2 separate regions of the Gasterosteus aculeatus genome follow, and region 2 is linked to region 1. A link is a contact called in public Hi-C data. All regions are on one chromosome and are shown on one strand. The core of a region is the stretch at or near the end of the contact, and the rest is flanking DNA. Distances in the headings are between cores, read along the strand shown.

Region 1 (5,426 bases), core at 35-2,534:
GAAGAGGTAATTCAAAAGTTTTGCCTACGATACGATAATGTGTTCGTCAAAAGTTCTGTGAATTTGAACCTTTATACAGAAGCGCTAAAAAAGGAAACATTTGATCAGACTGCATCAAACCAGCAACCTTTGAGGCACAAGTTTGCAAATTAATTCAAAATGATCTTTAGAAGAAGATAAATTCTAACGGATCAAGTCAAAAGGTGTGTGTGTGTGTGTGTGTGTGTGCGCACCTGTTTGCAGAGGACTGGTGGAGTTGGTCCAGACTGCTCCACACGGCATCCACGTTCTTGTTGACCTCTGTGACCCCGATGTCCCCGAGGTGACTGGGCTCTTTCCTCCTTAACAAGTCATTCACCTACGAAAAAAGACAAAGAAAGACGGAAGTCTGCTCCACCGTTGCGACATTGAAGAAATGGAATTTACATCGCAACCCCAAATAATGGAGAGCAGAAGACGACAACTTCCTGCTTGAACTGCGCTGACCTTTGCCCCGACAGCCTTTCCCAGGTTAATGGCATTTTTAAGCCTCTGTTGGCCTCCAGAGGATGGGGAGTCGACAGCGCCGGACCCCAGGCTGTGATTGGCTGATGCCGGGGAGCGTCGGGTGGAGGGCTGGCCCGACCTCGAGGTCTGAGGACTGGACTGCTGGGCAACGGAGTTCTCAAACATACTTTGATCAACTGTGAGAAAGGAGGGAAACGCGAGACAGAAAGACAGACGAGGTGAATACCAGACAATACAAATGGGACCACGTCGCTCTGCAGCTCTGCTCCAAACAGACTGATGTCATATCAGCACAGCGCGTTTCAGTCATTGGGATGCCAGTGGAATAATATCGTATGTAATGATCACAGAATGTAAAAAAAAAAAAAGGTGAGGCATTTCTAATGAAACATGCTCATAAATACAAATGAAGCGGTTGACCAAAATGCAGGATGCAGAAACAGCAAAATATGAAAGGAGAGCTCAGGGAAATTTCAGTCCACTCAAGATAAACGAGCTTACCTCTTGGAGAGAAATGTTTCTCGGAAGGCATTTAATGAGACAAAAATATCAGATTTCAGGTAATTGGACCACCAGAGATGCAGATCATTGCACTGCGAGTTTAAAATGCAGCCGATTCGTGTGTTACTGTAGTGAGACAAGTCAGAGGACATCTTGGCCAGATAAATGTAGGAAAAATATCAGCAATTAGAATCAGATCAAACTAGGGTGGAGCAGCCAAGTGCACCGTCACTTCATATGCAAGCACTTCACTTACTGAGCCAATCAGGAGATGTACAGTAGCACATTAGCCGGAGGCCAGCGGACAGGTTGGATCATGCATCAACGTGCCACTGAGGGTATTTAATGCAACTTCAAGGAGATAGAAGAGAACAGAGAGAACAAACTACATGGACTTTACAGGCAGCATCATGCAGGGAAACATCCAGTCCACATATTCCTCCCCATTGCTTCCTACTGGATGGACATTGTAATGCACCCATAGGAGAAGGTACCTCGCTTCAAAACAACCAGACTATCCCTTTAATGTGTGTCCTCCCAACTGGTGGAGACGGGACAGAGTACTCTGCTGGGATTTAGTTTGACAAAACAGCTGGATTTTCTTGCCCACTGAAGCGTTACAATTAAAGTGATTGTTTCATTCGCCCGCTCTGCAACTGCAGCATCGGACATATTCCAATAAAGACCTTCCAGTCAGGCGGCGCCATGCGCGATTAAGCACCGTCTGCCGCGCGTTTAGTTCGAATCGCAGCAATCGCTGTAAATTGAATCAAGTATTAACCTGATGAAAGGTTTTTAAAGCCACTGAAACAGCAGCCGGGTCCTAGTTTCATTACATAAATACTAAAGATACAGTTGGAGCCACCAGTAAGTTTAAAACATGAGGAACAAATATCAACAAGCATATCAAAGTTAGTGAATCGGACTGTGGGACAGCAAATCACAAAACAGTATAATATACAATAACGTATTAGTTGTTAGTATTAATATTAATTGTAATAATGAGTCCTGTGTGCACTGGAGAAGCGGTTTTCAGTTACTTTTGAAAGACAACATTTAAGATTCAGGAGATTCATTTTCTGAACAAAAGAATCTTTAATCAGTGATAATGTGACGGCCGAAGAAACTCAAGAGAACTGCTGCACTCAGTTTACCTTCTCTGTGAAACTGTAAAAGCAGGTTACAGAGTGCGGTTTGGTGTTTTGTCTTTTAAGTGCAAATACGCCAGAGGTCTTTTGCAAAAATGATCGTTCATTAACGCCGACTTTCTTCTTTCTGCATCATTTTGGAAATCGGGAGGGTTATTTTCAGTGCGTGTCGCTCCAAACTCGCAGTTTGCATTTGTTGTTAACGTTCAGTAGTTTAGTCACACGTAATCCCTTCACTTCGGCCGCGTGCAGAGAGTCTCAAGAGAAACACAGCGGGGAAAAGAATCATTTTAGGTTTAGAAAACCAGACTCTCTCACTCCCACTCATGAACAAGCAGCTGAATCCACTACAATGATAACGCAACCTGCTGCAACCCTCACCACACGGCAAAAGCTACCTTACAAGGAACCTTGGTGTTTAAACGTTTTTTTCCTATTACGTTACTGTGTTTGAACATGTGTATTTTAAAATATTATTAAATATAATATATAATATATATATTATATATATACATAATATATATAAATATATATTTTAAAATATAAAAAAATTATATTGGGTTTAAATGACGTTTTTTTAGATGTTCGATTTGCAACGACAGGACTCATAAGTAAAGGATTGTCTGTGCATCAGGAGAACTAGCAGGTCAGCTGACCTTCACCACATGAAAAACATCTGTACTCCAACGTCTCATCAACGCAATCATCTTCACATTGAAAGATAGCTGAACACAATGTAGAGATATAATAATAATCACTGTTCTCTCTCTTAAACTGAATATTATCAACAGCTACAGCGAACAAGTGGATAGTCGTCACTTGGGGGTCATTTTCTCCATCTTAATAAGGACTAATGAGGACTCACAGGGCAATTATGATTACGCTTTCCATTGTGTGGAACTGGTAATGGGCCAAATCTGCTCCAAACGCCCCCCTCTGTCGGGATTTCGTCTCTCCTCTGCCAAGCAGCAGTCGTGAGCTCCATTACTTCAAGCCAACACTTACTGATGGAGACGTTGAGTTGAGATTGTCAAATCAGTATCCAAAGTTTTGAGGAATCAAGCTGAAAAAAAACTCTCAACGGAGAAGAAAACAACAAGTTAACAGGAAAAAACCCCATGCGAGCATCCAAGGAACCCTGTGCACATTAACTACGTTCAGCCTTCAAGCAATTCATGCAAACTCATGCAAACTCATGCAATTTTAGGTTTTACGTAAACAGGGCTATAAAAAGCCCTTTGGCTTAGAAAATGGCAGCAGTTCGATTAACCGGGAATCTGTTTATCTGCTGAACTAATATGGAAGTACCCTCATGTATTTTTTACCCAGGTCCATTATAACATGAATGATTAAAGTGCTCAGGTTCTGGTAGACTGATGACGGACAGGATTAATGGAAGAAGTTCCTGATTTGGTGGATTGAACGCTGACGGACACGCTGCCAGTCACAGCCTCACTCACACAGCCGCTCGTACTCATTTTCCCCTCTGAAAGGGGCCCCGTCTGGATTTCACTTACACTTTGATGGAGGATCTGATGTAATATTCATGATTTTCTGTTCACAGGACACACTTAATATTGAAGATTAGAGTGAAAATAAGGAGAAAAAATAATCTAAATCCAATTGCACCAAATTTGAAAACTATTTTAAAATGAAGCAAATTGAATCTTCTCTTTAAAGATCAGTTTAGTTGATTTCAAAATGATGCTTTCGTTAGTGTGCGTTTTCCTTTCTACCGGCTTGGATTTCAGAAAAAGTACAAAATCAAATTTGTTCAATCCCATCTTGAAATTAAGAAGCCTGATATTTGCATTTCCTGCATGATTGTCAATGTGCAGTTATTGTAGTTGTATCATTGTCAGTTCTTTGTCTCCATCTCATCCACAGGACGCGTCGCTGGCTAAATCATTGCATCATCTAATCTTATCGGACTATCAGGAGGAACCAGCTATACGGGGAGGAAGCTTTGAGCTCTGCAGACGACGGACTCCGTCCACAAAGCTGACCTCTCTGCCTCCAGAGTCACAGCCGACCCGTCGTCCTCCTCCTCTGCGTCGCATTCCATCCCCAGAAACATCCGCCGGCATCCATCTTGTCGTGACAGGCCGAGCCTCCCGCTCTGACCTCTCGGGAAAACGGATTCCCCGTTTACAAAACAGATTCATCTCCGCTTTCTCGTTTTCCATCTTCTCCTCCTCCTCCACCTTAAATAACCCCTTCCACAAACTACACCCGTTTTGTTGGCAGGAGCAGTGCTCAGGCTTCCTCGCACAATAACTGGCTGCAAATTAAACTTTGAAACAAGCCTCCATCATAATGCAGATAGCAGTACAGTACAAATGAAGCTGGTTTCAAACAATGCAATGAATGATCCCACATAATCTCCTCTGAATCCAATACCGATAACTCTTGTTATTAGAGATGAGTCCACCTGCTCAAGAGACTGTTCAATAGACGATCTAGTACAGCAGTCTGCTTTTGTCACCTCAGGCCGGGTTTGACAAACAAATCATGTATTTCGTGTTAAACATGCTGCATGTGAGACAGGCAGCAGAAAAGCAGAGGTACAGCTCGCAGGGAAAAGATCACAGCACGACTAATTTCTGGGCAGCGTAGAAATGAAACGAGCAGCGCATCGGTGGTGGGGGACGTGCATACGAACAGTGATCCTTTACGGCCTCCAGTCGACACACACTTTCAGAGGCACTTCTTTCAGCTCAAGAAAACATTGGGCGACCAACAGTATAATTAAACAGCGTTTTTCCCCCCCAGACACCTTCAGACATCTGCAGTCTAATGTTTCAGCGGAAAGTATTTTGCTGTTGTGAGCGATTCACCTCTAATCCTTGATATATCCAACGGTCGAACTTCCTCGGTTTACAAAAAATGAGATTCAGTATAGTCAGCGTCATTGGAAGACTTTTCTGACTCACTTTGTTAAAATCTCATTTAATATAAGGCATAAGAGTCGGATTTGAGATGCTTTAACTCAATGCCAACTTCTCCACTCACTGCGTCATCAGACCACAATGCATTGCAGCCACAGCACACGTCGTGTACTAATTAAAGGGAACACATGTCAGTTTTAACCACCTGGGAAACCGTCTTAACTTGATCCTCTCTCCCCACATGCATGTACAAACCCACAGCCACACGGAATGAGTTCACTCCCCCGGCTGGAACACGTTCACACACATTCTGGGAAATTACTGACCAAACTTGAAGCAAAATAAATGACAAAGTCTTAGTTGGTGTGTTTAATAGATTGCT
Region 2 (5,384 bases), core at 2,239-4,738, 88 kb after region 1:
AAATAAAACACCACGGGTCCAGATGATTCAATGGTTCCAATAAAATAATAAGAACATTTTCAGTGTGCGCCTCATGAAACAGGGGGAATTAAAGTGTACGCTGAAATCCAGACTGCTGAACTTCCACAGCAGTTAGTTGGTGTTAAAAAGAGGCCTGTTGGCTGCCGGGTGAACACACAGAGGTCCTGGCAGTTAGAGTAATGTACAAAGCATCTCTAACCCCCCCCTCCAGCACCGCTGCGCTCTTTCAGTCTCCTAAGACACATGTTTAATCTTCTCGTCCCGTGCCGCTCAACCTTCCTTCTGTGTTAACCCGGCACGGACAGATGAAACGAGAAATGAATCCCCTCTAATTCACTGTTAAAAGGAGAGGAGAGCTTTAACCTGATAAGCTCTGCCCGACAACGACGACACATTTTATTTAAGAGGACCGTTCATACGGCGTGTTCATCTCAGCGTGGACCGAGATGTTCTCCCGATCTCAAGCAGATTCAATACCACCTCAAGCGCTCCGGGTCCGTCCAATGATCAGCTAGTGAAAAGGAAACTTCTATGTCGTTCATCGTGGCTGGTTTCAGCTTCAATGATTCATCCACAAAGTGCCATTTGCGATTTCTACATTAGTCTGACGTGTGTGTGTGTGTGTGCGCGTGTGCGTGTGCGCGTGTGCATATACAAAGTTCACCGGACCTTGTAGAGCTGCTCGTAACGTCGGCGGCTGTTTCCTGCTTTGCAGTGTTATTAGTTCGTTATCAGCTCCCGGCTTACAGGTGAGTCACGCACACAACGAACAATGACACCGTACATCAAGCGGTTGCCTGGCAACCAGCATAGTTCTGACAAAGAGAACGAGAAGACACCCAAAGACGGATGGGTGGGGCGAATCATTTTACCAGACCTTCTTTCAGAAACGTCGCGGGGCGTCCAAGGTTACATGAAAGTGCAAAGTGAAAACTTTACCAGTCGGTTCCTGGCTTCAACGTATCAGAGGTAGTTTGAAAGGGGAGAAGAGGGATGCAGAGCGAATGTACATCCTTTCAAATTGCCATAACACTGGAAACAGTGTTTTCAGTTCATTAAAGTTATGTGTCACCCTTCTAGTTGCCTAAACAATGAAGGGTGGGTGAAGTCACTGGTGACTATGTCTACTCCCCCCCCAGCCGGAAAATTACCTCCGCCCTCCCTGAAAAAGTGTAGAATGAAAAAACATGTCTTGGTTAGTTTCCCCGCGCACGGCAGTCCCACACGTGCGCAAATATGTCTGTGTGGCACTCGCAGTGGCAGAGCATCAGCAGCTGACTGACAACCCACCCCGCGCTCGGCAAACCCCCCCACCCCCCCCCCCAAAAAACATAGGGGAAACACTTATATAGAGTGTACTGTATGAATCAATGAGCATTGACCTGAATCACCAACTCAAACAAATGCTTTGAGTGCTCGTCCATCGTCCCAACGCGTGAACCGCCCCCCTAACCAGGTATCCGCTATAAGTCAGTATCTACCCATTTCACACAAGAGGGGCCAAACCAAAGGCCGTTGTCCTGCCGACCACAACAGCTGCCACGGCAGCACAATGGGGGGTCCATTTTATAGATACAAGTCAGTCTTCTGTAAAGGGCAATAAGACCATTTTGCCCCTCGTGCTCTGCGGTGTAAACTCGTGCATCGGACAGTGTGTGTCAGACGCAGACTGCACTCACAATGCCTTTCACTGACCTGCCGTCAATAGAAAGAATAATGCAATAATGTCATTGGAGATTCAATGTCATTAAAAGTTTAAATTTTATTCAGCAGATTTTTTTTTACTGCCAAATTGATTCAGAAAAGTTCAGACTTGTGTGCTTGTGTTGCCTCTGTACGCGTGAGTGTGTTTTTTGGGGTATCACCGATTAGCCACAGCACTTCTACCACTTCATCACCATAATCCTCGAATACCTCTGCACCGCCGGGTACAATCTATATTAGGTTGCTAAGCAGAGTGCTGCCAGGCCGACCGACACACGGATTAAGATTATGTCCTTTTTATGGAGCCCAAAAAGCTGTAAATCTCCGTGTTACACAGCAGAAAGAGGGTGAGACGGGAGGAGAGATCACACTTGCTTCAAAAAAGAAACTTCACAACAGCGATGGAGCACACATGGGTGGGTACAAAGTACGCGTTACTAGGAATGATAACATTGCAGTTGATGGATACGGTCAAAGCACTTTGTGACTAATGTGGGTGGTATGTTATGCCATTCTGCTGGGGCCTCAGTCATAAGGGCCACACGTATTCATTCATTCATTTAGCATACGCTAGTAATGCATTTCATAAATCAGTGGTTGTCGGCAACATTTTCCCAGAGAAACTATTACAATTCTACAAGTATGTGGTTATTTTCAATTCGGCATAAGAAAAGAAAAAGACGACGAGCACTTTAGTCATAATTAACCATATGACTAATTAGAAGGACGGGAAAACATTCAGAAAGTTGACGCTTTCCTTACAAAAAGTTGCTGCAAAGTCAACCATACGTCCGCCGAATAGAGCCTCGGATTCCAGGTAATGTTCAAAAACCCGGGATTCATTCCACCAAACGTGCCAAATAGGAGAAAAAACGAGGAGGTCGAAAAAAAACGCCAGGTTTTGAAGGGGGTTTTGTCGCGGTGTCACTCACCCGAATTCTTCTCATCGCAGCCACGATCTCCACTCGGCTGCTCGGCCGCGTCACATCCAGACTCCCGATGTACTGCAGCCACATGACAGGTACAACAATATTAAGCAAACAATAGACGACCATTCTCGCTATGCATTCACTGAAAGAGCGCACGTGTTCGCCTGGGGTTATTTTTATGACTTTTTAGGACTCAAACTAAGTATCTGAGCATTGGGTCTCAGTGCGATACGAGTCGGCCAAAGTTGAAAACACGTCTCACGGAGTAGTGACGTTAAGTGTTACAGTGAGACGTTAACCTGTATGTGGATTCACCTTCGCCTCGAAGTTGATCCCATGCTGGAACGCTTCCTCGTTGTGCAGCGGGATCCGCAAATCGTGCCCATCGTCAACGAGGTTGTACTTGCTTTTAGCAGGCATTTTTAAAAAGAAGAATTCGCCTCTCCGCACTTCCAAGAAAGAAAAAAAAAAGATAATCTCCACGGAGAACCAGCTGTTTTAATCCGAGAAAAAAAAAACAAGAAAAAGAAACAATTCCCCAAATTCCGGCTAGTGCACGTTCTCCATCGCGCCGCACCGTCCCGGCAACGCGGCGCTCACTACGCCCTCGACAGCGGCCGCTGGGCGGCAACAACTTCCCGCAGAGGTCCGGGGCACCGCGGCCCTCAAGTCACACGCAGACGACAAGAACACGGCGACATTCGGCGCGTGCGTGTGTGTGTGTGTGTTGGGGGGGGGGGGGGGAGGAGGACAGATGTGTCTTCGCGACTTTTCCTGTGGCGCTTGTGGAAGTTGGTTTGGGTTCTGCCTCCTTCCCCCGGACTCCTCCCGCCCCCGCGTGGAGGGCGCGCGTGATTGGAGGAGTCCGAGGATCCCACCTGTTTCCATTGGAACAGAGGCGCACCGTGGCTGTCGGGGGGGGGGGGGGCGGAGCGGCTGGTACCTGCCCCCCTCTCTTCCCTCCGACCCTGCGCATACACACACACACGTACACGCACGGGAATAAACCGATTGAGGAGTGGTGTGGCGCCCACTGTAGGCGGTACACATCTGTAGTGTGTAAACTGGTGGTGCGGTTTTTCACCATGAAATAGTCCGTGTAGGCCAATGCAAGCGGTTGACCCTGGCTCCTGTTTGACTGTGAGAAAAGGTTGAGGTTTAATCCTCTGGGAGGATGATCAGAGATAACGGCTGCAAGATGATGTGGTAATTTACAGCCTACGGAAATTAAAATGTCAATGTCACTTTACAGGAGAGGTTTTCACCTTTACCTCTGTTATCAAATAAAAAAGAGCAAGGCTACCAACTAGTGGCCGTATGCGCTATGGGAGTTTAACCTTAAAGAAAATGTAAGAATAAGAAATGATCATTTCTTTCTTTCAAGTATTCTGTTTTAGCCCAATACATTCCACTAACAAAATTGTTAAATAAAAGGCTTGTGTTTTTTTAATGACTCATCACTCGAAATATGTAAGAAGGTACTTTACACAGCACAAATATGGTATTCCCATTTTATGATCCAATTAGCTATATATAGAAAAAAAATTAAATAAAGATTATTTTAAATTTAATTAAATGTGTTTTAGTTTTTACATTTTTAGTGATTATGCTGCTTTAATAATAAAACAGAGAACGTTATCATCTAAATATCGTTTTAAAGCACTTTTATATAAAAATCAACAACATCTATTCCAATAAAAGGCTTCTACAGTATCTACGGGGGGCTTGTGGTTCTCGAGCATCAACATGGCCACACAAGTTTGGTGCAAAAGCTTGCACAACTACACAAACACACACACACACACACACAGGCCCACACACACAAAACTACTTTAAAGACTAAAAATGTCATCAGAAGGAATGAGAACATATTCAAAGCGCTGAACAATTCCAGGAAAAGACATTATGGGTCTAAACACAATCTGCAACACGATGCACTGATAATAAGCTAATTGGGTTGTCGGTCATCTAAGACAGATCGTTCATGCTGAGTATCCTCCAGACATTCTGCTCAAGCATCTGGAATGGAAGCATCCCCACTTGTCATGTTGTATAATGCACAAACCATCTGTGTCACCTTGGGAGTAAAGATGCGTGCAGCGCTCCCCTAAAGGTTGTCCTGGAAGGCGAGGAAAGGGGAAGTGGGGCAGCAGTAATTCACATTCTCACCCCCCTCTTTGGAAACATATAAAGTGCTGCTTGTTATGGCGTCCTGGGGGCTTTTACACTAGCAGGACGGTGCTTTACTGAACGGTATGAGCTTCAGAAATGGCATCTGGCTCCCAGCTATTGCCCTCCTGTTTATTAAAACCTAATCATCATAACTCATTGAAACAAATTGTTTCATTTAGAAATTGTGTTAATTAGATAAAAGTTGCGTAGATGATACATCTTTGAACAGAATGCTTGGAAATCTCTGAGCTTTATTTGACTTGACATTTCAAAGGCTCCACTACAATGATATTATTTCATACGTGCAGTTCTTTAAAGAATCCCTCCATGCTGACTGTTATTTATTTAATTTTTGAGGTCAAGAAGGCCTGACCCTGATGATAGTAGTTATCGGACAAGAACAGCTGCTGTCCCTGCATGAGGAATCACCATTGAATACTTACAGCTCCTCTCTCAGGGACCCCGTGGTCTTAAGGCTCTTTAAAAAAGGATAGAGAGCAACTTAATCCCCGGCAGGACTGAAAACACATGTTGATCTGTTGATTAGGGCTTTTGGCT

The links. Hi-C and Micro-C count contacts between places; a contact is called where the count stands out from the background.
Region 2: a contact with region 1 is called in a Hi-C map of tail fin, with 5 times the contacts expected there. The contact joins the promoter of LOC120823930 here to the enhancer-like site in region 1. A contact is called at or near these places in 5 of 6 Hi-C or Micro-C datasets (liver, skeletal muscle, tail fin and 1 more).

The regions. Positions count from the first base shown.
Region 1 is chr8:7,747,142-7,752,567 of fGasAcu3.hap1.1, forward strand. It overlaps LOC120823930 (carboxyl-terminal PDZ ligand of neuronal nitric oxide synthase protein), which reads right to left. Exons shown (of 13, transcript XM_040184404.2): 11 at 487-683; 12 at 234-358. Among protein-coding and RNA genes, the nearest start is that of eef1db, 18 kb to the left of the region's middle. Within about 2 kb of position 1,285, at least 2 of the 9 cell types and tissues checked have open chromatin away from gene starts, as enhancers often do.
Region 2 is chr8:7,832,925-7,838,308 of fGasAcu3.hap1.1, forward strand. LOC120823930 (carboxyl-terminal PDZ ligand of neuronal nitric oxide synthase protein) reads right to left here and starts at 3,489. Exons shown (of 13, transcript XM_040184404.2): 1 at 2,970-3,489; 2 at 2,658-2,729. The coding sequence starts at 3,074.